Linked DNA regions of Sus scrofa: region 2 is linked to region 1. The links are chromatin contacts, called in public Hi-C maps. All regions are on one chromosome and are shown on one strand. The core of a region is the stretch at or near the end of the contact, and the rest is flanking DNA. Distances in the headings are between cores, read along the strand shown.

Region 1 (5,250 bases), core at 1,123-3,622:
CATTTTTAGGACTTCCCGTGTGGCTCACAACATACCTATACATTTCTGTTGCATATGTGCTTAGGTGTGCCACTGCTAGGGCACAAGTATGTATATGTTCAGCATCAGCAGAAAAAAAAAAACAGTCTCCAAAATGGTTGCACTAACTTACACTCTCCTGCAGTATATGAAGGTTTCAATTGCTCTATATCCTCACCTACAAAATCAATTTTAATGGCTACATCGCATTTCATTATATGGACATGACATACCTTATTTTACCTCCTTTCTGTAGTTTAAGGTTTCCTAACTTTTTTGGGGGCCAAAGATGCACTGGTGCTCTGATAAAGCTTCAAGAACCCTTCTCAGAATACGACATAGTAAAATAGGAGCTCTATTATTAACATGCTAAATGATAACATCTAGCAGCTGGTTTAATAATCACGGTAACGTCAAAACTTCAAAATGAGCATAAACATGAACATGTTTATTGGCCTTTTACGCTGCTTTTCCTATGAAATTCTTACCTTAGCTTTTGCCAATTTTTAATGGCCTATTTATTTTCAAATTTTTATATAAGCACTCCTCGTGTACTACAGATATTTCTCATCTCTGTGAAATGTTACAATTTTTTTCATTTGCCATTAGCTTTGCCTTGTTTTTTTAATGATAACTATTTACATTTTTTAAATAACTGCTTTATGGAGCAAAAATTCATATACCATAAAAGTCACACTTTTAACGTATACAATTTGGTGGCTTTCAGTATATACACCAGCATATTTTCAGGCTTATCCATTTGTAGTAGGGATCAGTACTTCATTCCTTTTAATGGTAGAATAATATTCCATTGGATGGTATGGCATACCAGATTTTTTAATCCATTTATCAGTTGGTACCCATGTGGGTTATCTCCGCTTTTTAGCTATTATGGGTAATGTTGCTATGACCATTCGTGTCACAAGTTTTTGTGCAGATATATGTTTTCATTTACCTTGGATATACACCTAGGAGTGGAATTTCTGGGTTATATAGTAACCCTATGTTCAACATTTTGAGGAACCGTCAGAGTGTCTTCCAAAGGGCTACCTCATTTAAAAATCTCATTGGCCATGTATAAGATATTTATAGTTTTTAATAAATAAAAACTTTTCATTTTACCTCGAAAAAATAATGTTTTTCTTTACAGTTTCTGTCTTTGAGTCATTCTTAGAAAGGCTTTCACCATTCCAAATTTATAGAAATGTATATATTTATATTTAGTACTTCTGTTTTTCCATTTTGAAATTGGAAACTAAACACTTGGAATCTACATTATGCGATGCTAGGGCTTCCTATTCTTTCTGCCATTTTGATAGACTTCTTTTTTCCCTTTCTACAGTAGCACCCACAGCATATGGAAGTTCCCAGGCTAGGGGTCAAATCGAAGCTGCAGCTGCCAGCCTACAGCACGGCCACAGCAATGCCAGATCCAATCCAAGCTGCATTCTGTCTGCCTCATAATTGATGGCAACTTTTCCCAGATTCAGAAGTGTGATGAATTGTTATTGGAATCTTTTCTCATTTCTTCAGTTTTTATGATACTTCTAACCAAATGCCTTTTTTTCTTTCCAGCAAATTATTTTTAAAGGAAGTGCTCATCTGAGGTTCCCGCAGTGGTGCAATGGTATCCCTATCAGCAGGATCTCTAGAGCTCTGGAATTCAGGTTCCACCCCAACCCGGCACAGTAGGGCTCCTGCATTGCACCTGCAGTGTGGGTCTCCACTGAAGCTGAGATCTGATCCCTGGCCCAGGAACTCCACATGTCAAGGGGTAGCCAAAAAACAAAACCAAAAAAAGCACTCATTTAAATGCATTTTTCAGTGGTATAAACATTTTATCAGAATTGGAGCAAAAAGGCTATGGATGGTGCTCTAGACACACTTTATTTCATGTGTCCTGTCTTTTCCTGCTTTCATTGTCCTTAGAATGAATGGAAGCCCTGTGATTGTTAAGAAGACAAAGATTAGTCATTAGTCACTAGTCTTTCCAGCCTGTCCTCTGTTTTTTCCCACTCTACCCACCACCTCAGGAAGTGGACTATTTCTGCTTATAATGGTATAACAAAGCCCCACAATTCCAACTTTTCATAACATTTTTATTCTGTTTTATCCTTACTACAATCCTGAGAGGTTATGTGGGACCCAGGCTCATTAGCCCCAATTTACAGATGCAGAAACTAAGCCCCCAAGAGGGGAAAGGCTGAAGCCTTGTGACTGGAACCTGATAAAGCTACATCTGAACAGTCCAAGACTACAGACTCAAAGCCTCGAAAACCCCTGTTCAGCAGGGAAAGAGGGTCAAAGGTCCAGGGCGTGTACACATACAACCCTCAAAAGGAATGTGGGGTTTTGTGGTTTGGGTTTTTCTTCCCCTTTCTATGCACGCTTCGCATGCCAGCAAAGGGTGTGCGTCTATGTAGTGGGGGATGGGAAGGGTGAGTCTCAGAATTGCATGCCATTGCTAAGCCATTTTATAAAGGAGGTCAAAGCATGGGACGTGTGATGAAGCTCACAAGTCCCTTCTGGTCTTCTGGTGTCTCATCAGAGCCCAGTTTCTGCAAGGGAACGACAGAATGAGACTCGACCTGACAGTGGGAACTGGGCTTTGGTTCCATGTGACATGACTCATTAAATGGTTTGTTGTGATCTCTATCTGTGCTTTAAATGCATAAAATACCCCTTTTGTGACAACAGACAGAGATGAACTCTGCTTCGTGGGCTCACAAAATAAAAGTTGAAAAGATAAAGTTTCTGCATGCCTGTAACATTGCATATCCTGATGTGAAGTGTCCTTTGTGGAGGGAAAAAAGATTTTCTGGTCAAATGCTTTGAGCAAATGTCACATATTGCACACCCCTCTTGGAGATTTACAATGAAAATCAGTATATTTAAGGCTCCAAGAAGTTGCGCAACGGTGAAGCCTATTGAGTCCTGTACCCTGGGGTTTACTTAGCGTCTCTAACTGCTAAACCCTTTCCTCAGGTGACATCCAAGATTTCTTGCCCAATAACAGTTCCAAGGAACCTAACTTTGCATAACACTTGCTGCTATGGAACATACATTTCTATTACATGTGCTTAAACATAAATTCCTCCATCAACTCCAATTTATGACTCTGAACAAGCTCATTGATTTTGGAACCTAAATATAGGTGAAATTCTATTAAAACAAACCCCAAAAGGCTGCCTCAGTTCTTTCACATTTGTGCTATGCTCTTAAATGTATCAAATGTTCCCTGTTATAGGTCTACAATTTTCAGAAACAAGGTATTTTTGATCATGCAGCTATTTTTATTGTGCAAGAAATTTATTTTAATATACTTTCACCTGTATTGTACTTACTCAGTGACTCAGACTAGGTATCTCAATCTAATATTCATAAAATATCTTACTTTCAAAATTTTCAGGATTCTATCATTAGTTTTTATTGAAGTTGTGTAGGTAATTTTCATGAAAATATATAAGTGGATTTTCCCTTTGGGGTAGTAAAACATATCTGAATGAAATATTTTTTTTATTTTAAGAATAACTGATGAGGAGTTCCCGTCGTGGCACAGTGGTTAATGAATCCAACTAGGAACCACGAGGTTGCGGGTTTGATCCCTGGCCTTGCTCAGTGGGTTAAGGATCTGGCGTTGCTGTGGCTGTGTGTAGGCCAGCAGCTACAGCTCCAATTAGACCCCTAGCCTGGGAACTTCCACATGCCACGGGTGCAGCCCTAAAAAGGCCAATAAATAAATAAATTAAATAAATAACCAATGAGCATTTTAAAATTTTTAGAAAATAGAGAAAGGCAGAAAAAAGCCCATTTTCTATTCTCTCAGCTACAACTATGATTAACATTTTCATCTGTGCATATATAGTTTTTATATAGTTGAGATACTACATGGCAATATTATCTCTTATTTACTGATTTAACATTATAGCAAGAGCATTAGCATTTATCTTTATATTTGACAAATGTATAATCAAAGAAAACAATTTAAGGTGAGATTCTGCCTTCCAAGAGACATTGATGTTTCAATTATTTGGGGCCCAGGAGTAATTAAGAGGTTCCTTATAGAATACAGAGACGTGCAGGGCTGATTAGACAATGATGCTGAATGGCAGTGAGGTAGCATCTTCCTCCCCATAGCTAAGTCCACTTGGGTCCCCCGGGAAGTTCCTCCAACCTCAGGTCCTAAGACCATCCCTTCCCTCATTCAGACTTAAGTAAAAGAACCAAGGTTAGGAGGGACAGGTGAATTCTCCCGCTATGTTATGGAGAAAATCAAGATAAATGACCTTCCCTCAACACCGAGTTTTGCTTTCCCCTTTCTCCCAGGTTGGTGGCAATATGAACAACATCAGCTAGAAGGTATGCTGTTACTTTACAGCTTAAACTCTTGGTAAATTAAATATTCTTTTTTTTCTTTTGTCTTTTTGTTGTTGTTGTTGTTGTTATTGTTGCTATTTCTTGGGCCGCTCCCGCGGCATATGGAGGTTCCCAGGCTAGGGGTTGAATCGGAGCTGTAGCCACTGGCCTACGCCAGAGCCACAGCAACGCGGGATCCGAGCCGCGTCTGCAACCTACACCACAGCTCACGGCAACGCCGGATCGTTAACCCACTGAGCAAGGCCAGGGATCGAACCCGCAACCTCATGGTTCCTAGTCGGATTCGTTAACCACTGCGCCACAACGGGAACTCCGGTAAATTAAATATTCTAATGTATTTCTGGTGAGAGCCTTTTATAGATGAAGTAGTTGAAACTCAGGGGGCTCAGGTGATTTGGCCAAGACCGCTTTCAGCTGGTAAGTGATAGCTCCAGAATCCCAGGCCTGGTCTCTGGGGTCCCCATCTCTGGCCCTCCCCCCTTTCTGTGCAGACCAGAACCCCATATAAGACATCAAACCAAAGTACAGCTGTCCTTGGCTGCATGGAACTGGAAGATATTTCAATCCAACAGAACAGATGGGCTTATGACAAAATCCTTGTAATTCCTCAGTCAGCTTATCTGAGCCCCAGTTCTGGCCCTCTGTTGCTGGGTGTTCATCTGTGTCTGACAGGAGCTACACGTTCAGAATAAAAAGGACACAGGGCCAGGAGGTATCTCTGGTTTTCATAATGGCTACAGGTGTTCTGCTCTGCCTCGCTGCTTCAATCTTTTTACGCTTTGCCAGACGACAAAGATGAGGGCAAAGACCGACCTGCTTTTCTGAGGTTTTACACAGCGAGGAGGATTTGCTATG
Region 2 (5,436 bases), core at 41-2,540, 96 kb after region 1:
TGCTTGGGCTGTGGGATGGAAATCCTGTGAAATCGGATTGTTATGATCATTATGCAACTACAGATGTGATAAATTCATTTGAGTAATTTTAAAATAAATAAATAAATAAATAAAGTGTATGTTCAGGCAAATAAAGCTCCAACATCCTGGAATGTAGCCTCCTTAGTCAATGCATCCAAGGAACTGAGAACTAAAGCATCAGGCAGCTGTAACTCAGTGCTTCAGCCCACAGGTGATGAACATCACTTCTAATCACACTGGCTAAAAACGTCACATGACCATGTTTTGCCTCAAGGGGACTGGGGATTGCAGGACCAAAGGGAGAAGTGGATATTAATGAACATTAATAATCTACCACAATTACCCATGACATACAATTATTTCCACATCAGCAAATGGCAAAAGAATTGAAATAGAATGTACTCAAAGAATATGAACTGTCCATGAGCCAGAAGTTCTATCCAGGAAAGGTACAACTTGATCCACACTTAGAAGTCCTCTATTCTCTCAATATGTTTCCTGAATGGAGAGCCACAATCCCAGATAACCCAGGGATAGCTGGGTGGCAACTTTTAAAAGCCTCTTAGCTACCTAGAAATCAACTCTTTTACACTTGCTATGCCTGCCTTCAAACACTTCCACCACTCACCCATAAAGCAGCTGCCCCTTATGCCATCAAATACCTCCACCACTCACCCATACAGTAGCTTCCCCTTAGGCCTCTATCAGGTGGGACCTATGCTCAAGAGGTCTAAAGATGCTACGTGAAAACAGAAGAAGGATTAATGCATTTTTTAAAGATATTTTCAACTCTGACCTAGTCCTCTTTTTTCTGTTTTTGTGATACAAATCTGGGTCCCCACCTTGCCAACTCTCCCACTTACCAGCTCTATGGCCAGAGCCAAATCCCTTCACCTTTCCCAGGCTCAGTTTCCTCACCTGTAAAAAGGGAATAGTTAAGGCTTACCTCCCAGGGTTGTTGTGAGAACAAGAATGAGATCATGTCTGTGGAATTGCTTTGTAAACTGTAAAGTTTTGTGTCAGGCCAACTTATCACTACTATCACCATCATCATTGTGGCTGCCTTGCACCATCTAGAAGGGGAGCCCCTGGGTTGGGGACAGCCCAGAGGAGAGAGGGGCTCCCAGCCTGACCCTGGACTTAGGGCCTCTCTCTAATTAACTCTTCTTGGCAAAAGTTCCTTGCTGGACATGTTTGCCTACCATCAAAAAGCCAGGTGAGGTTTCCAGGGGCCGCCCACTGGCCCTGACACATGAGGGAGGAATGATGATTCACCAGCCCTCTAACAGCCTCACTGACAGGCCTCTTGGCCCAGCCCCTGGCAAGAGGCTGTGGAGGGCTGGCAAGGGTGCAACAGGGCCATTAGGTGTTTAAGAAGAGAAAGGCTCAAAGAGCGAAGGGAAGAAAAGGGAGACATAAAGGAAAAGAAAGGAGGGCTCAAAAAGGCAAAAGGAAGAGGTGAATAAAAAGAAAGTAGAATGTGACTACCAGGAACTGGGGGGAGCGGGAAATGAGAAGTTGTTATTCAACGGGTATAGAGTTTCAGTTTTGCAAGATGAAATGGTTCTGGAGATTGGTTGCACAACAACGTGAATGTACTTACGACTACTGACTGTACACTTAAAAATGGCTAGTATGGTAAATGTCATTTATGTGCTTTTTACCACAGTTAAAAATAGAAATTAGAAATTAAGTGAAGAAATGAGAACGGGAGGAAAGAGAAGCAAGGAGAAAAAAAGGAGGGGGGGAAGGAGAAGAGAGAGTAAGGAAGGAGGTAGAAGGAAGTAAGGAAGAAGGGAGAGGGGAAGAGGTAAAGGAAGGGAAAGAGAAGAATGAGAGGGACAGAAGGGAAAAGAGAGGAAAAAAGGAATACAGGGATGAAATAGAGATGAAGAGGAGGAAAAGAATGCCTTTCAGGAGACTACCTGGCAGCGCACCCCTGGCCCCTCCTGGCTTTCACCACCCCCGCCCCCATATTGGGGGTGCGGGAGCAGAATCCTTAGGTTCTGGGCTGCCGCGCGTGACGTCATCGCGCCGCGCCGCCTCCCCGCCTTCCGGTCCCGGTGGCCCATAGTTGTGAAATCGCGTGCGGAGCTAGTGGCTGGCCCCACGGGCGGGTACCTTTCTCCTTGGGTGGCTGCGAGTCCCTTGGCCTTTGGCCTTCTGCCCAGGCAGCCCCGCCGCCGCCGCCGGCAGCGACGGCGGCAGCAGGAGGGCGATAATTGCCCAGAGACGCAGCACTTATCCCGGTCGGTTGTGCAAGGAGCGCGGGAGGGAGGGCCCCGGGCAGCGGCTCTCACGCCTCAGCGGGCAGGCATGTGCGCGGGGGCGAGGGGCGGGCGGGGGTCCCGGGGTGCCTCCAGGTGTTCCCGCTCTTGGGGAAAGAGCCGCAGGATTGGGGATGGAGATGACCACGGTTCCCAACCAGGCCCTGCCACCCCTCACGGTGTGTGATCTCAGACAAGTCACTTTCCTTCTGGGCCCCAGGCTCCTCTGTGCGCTAGGAGTAAAATCAGTACCCGTCTTTGTGATGATTGTGAGGATTAGAAATAATATAGGTGAGGCCTAGAGCAGTGCCAGGCACATACTGGGTATTCAGTGAGTGGTGGCCATTAATTTTTTCTCATCACCTATTGAGCTCACGCTAGAATTATATGCGCTAGCCTCTCCGCCTGGGCCACAGATGGCCTATCCAGACCTGGGTTCGAGTTTTTGTCTGCCACTGACTTACTGGGTGACCTTGGGGAGTTTGCCTACCCTGGTTTTCAGTTTCCTCTTGCAAAATGGCGTGATGAAGATCCACATGAACTGACCCTTGAGAGGGTGTGAGGGACATACCTATAGCAAACTCTGACAACCACTGTCCTTGAAAAACTCTGTTCCCTAGGCATACATCAGGCACCACAGGTTTTCTTGCGACCTCTCTGAAACCTGAGGGCCATCCTTATAGCTTCCTTATCTCCCATCCTTCTTCTATGAACTCTACTTACTACCTCTTTTATTTTATTTTGTCTTTTTTTTTTTTTTTTTTTTGCCATTTCTTGGGCTGCTGCCACTGCATGTGTAGGTTCCCAGGCTAGGGGTTGAATCAGAGCTGTAGCTGCTGGCCTACACCAGAGCCACAGCAACTCGGGATCCGAGCCACGTCTGTGACCTACACCACAGCTCTCGGCAATGCCGGATCCTTGACCCACAGAGCAAAGCCAGGGATCAAACCTGCAACCTCATGGTTCCTAGTCGGATTCGCTAACCACTGAGCTACGACGGGAACTCCTCTTTTTTATGTCCCTTCAGTCTATTTTCAATCCCCACTGTCACTATCCCAGCTTTGGCCACTGCTGTATTACTTACTTGGGAGAATAGCTTCCTAACTGTCACTGTCTCCATTATTGCCCCAATTCAATTCTCTACCTGAAGCCAAAATGACCTTCCTAAAATACAAATCTTTTTTTTAGGCCTCAGGTGCATATGGAAGTTCCCAGGCTAGGGTCAAATCGGAGCTGCAGCTGCCAGCTTACACCATAACTCAAGGAATTCTGGATCCTTAACCCACCGGTGAGGCCAGGGATCAAACCTGTATCCTCATGGATACTAGTCAGGTTTGTTTCCTCTGAGCCACAATGGGAACTCTCAAAAAAATCCAAATCTTATGTCACTCCACATGTCACTTGCCTGCTCTCCAAACTCTAACCATAGAATTTATTTCTCTTCTCAGAATGCCATGCCTTTGGGCCTTGTCACATGCTGTTCCCTCTGTTGGGAACACTTACATTCCCACTTTGTTTGATTCTTTCTTGCTTGTCCTACAGATCTCCATCTAGACACTTCCTTTGCATAGCTTCTCTTGCTCCCTCAGACACTAACTCAGGAACCCTTCCTATTTGCTCTTAAAGTGGAACTACATGAGCCCTTATGGTGGATTCTTTTTGATTACAAAAAACTTTCTAGAAAACAAATGGAAATGTGTATCAAAAGCCTTTTTTTCTCTCTCTTTTGGCTGCACCTGTAGCATGCAGAAGTCCTCCTAAAGCCAGAGATCAAACCCATGCCACAGCGGCGACCCAGATCCTTAACCTTCTTTACCACACGAGAACTCCTCAAGTCTCTGATACATCCATATTCTTCAATCCAGAAACTCCTCTTTTTTTTTTTTTTTTTTTTTTTTTTTGCCATTTCTGGGGCCGCTCCTGTGGCATATGGAGGTTCCCAGGCTAGGGGTCTAATCAGAGCTGTAGCCACCAGCCTACACCAGGGCCACAGCAACGCGGGATCTGAGCCACATCTGCAGCCTACACCACAGCTCATGGCAACGCTGGATCCTTAACCCACTGAGCAAGGCCAGGGATCGAACCCGCAACCTCATGGTTCGTAGTTAGATTCGTTAACTGCTAAGCCATGACAGGAACTCCCAAAAATTCCTCTTTCGAGAAATTTAAGAATACCTGAAAGATGTACTCAAATACTTAAGGACATTGATATTAATCAGAGTGAAAAATGAAAACAACCAAAAGATCCAATAAAGGATTGGTTAAATAAATATTACACCCATACAATGGAACTTCTCAGCCAATATTACATATATTACATAGGAATATCACTCATAATATGTTAGGTAGGAAAAAGCAGGTTTCAAAGTACTAGGTATTTTGCATCAAAATTTACATAGAAAAAAGCATCAGGAAATATATATGCCAAAATATTAATAGTGATCATCTCTAGGTGATGTGATTATGATTTTAATTTAGTTCATTTTGCTTATCCATGTTTTTTCCCATAAGCCTGTATTTGTTCTCTAATTGTGTGATTTTTTTAAAAAAAATAAAATTGTTGGAGTTACCATTGTGATGCAGCAAAAAAGAATCCAACTAATATCCCTGAGGATGTGGTTTGATCCTTGACCTCTCTCAGTGGGTCAAGGATCCAGCGTTGCCATGAGCTGTGGTGTGGGTCGCAGACACGGCTCGGATCCCATGTTGCTCTGGCTGTGGTGTAGGCCAGCAGCTGTAGCTCTGATTGGACCCCTAGCCTGGGAACTTCCATATGCCACCAAAAAAAAAAAAAAAAAAAAAAAATGTTGGTTGACTGACTAGATATTTTTATCCAGAGGCCTGAGTCAACCTGGCTGGGATATTTGAGCCTCTTGGAGTTCCTTGACAACTAGAGAGAGGAGGGACCTAAACACAAGAACAAAGTGCCTCTTACCTGTACCTGATTCAAATACAAAACAATGCCAGTGGAGAAAAAACAGTTGCTCTTTCAGTAGAAATGGATACTAGAGGGATTTTCATTCACTGAAGGCCTTGGCTTGGGAATTTCCTGACAGGTAATGTTCACCAAGACCTTGGAGATCTTCAAATTCCACCCCCTCATCTTGGAACTGGGGAACTGGAAACTCAAAGATGATTGGCAACTTGC

What was found. A called contact is a pair of places that touch in the nucleus more often than the background predicts.
Region 2: a contact with region 1 is called in a Hi-C map of embryonic fibroblasts, with 2.6 times the contacts expected there. The contact joins two enhancer-like sites. A contact is called at or near these places in 4 of 47 Hi-C or Micro-C datasets (embryonic fibroblasts, liver and mesenchymal stem cells) and 1 of 2 datasets of contacts at active chromatin or transcription factors (alveolar macrophages).

What each region holds. Positions count from the first base shown.
Region 1 is chr1:239,582,494-239,587,743 of Sscrofa11.1, forward strand. No RefSeq gene overlaps it. Among named protein-coding and RNA genes, the nearest start is that of XPA, 17 kb to the left of the region's middle. Within about 2 kb of position 2,373, at least 16 of the 83 cell types and tissues checked have an H3K27ac peak or open chromatin away from gene starts, as enhancers often do. A contact at or near this core is called in alveolar macrophages and embryonic fibroblasts, where this site is marked.
Region 2 is chr1:239,679,156-239,684,591 of Sscrofa11.1, forward strand. No RefSeq gene overlaps it. Among named protein-coding and RNA genes, the nearest start is that of FOXE1, 46 kb to the right of the region's middle. Within about 2 kb of position 1,291, at least 68 of the 83 cell types and tissues checked have an H3K27ac peak or open chromatin away from gene starts, as enhancers often do. A contact at or near this core is called in alveolar macrophages and embryonic fibroblasts, where this site is marked.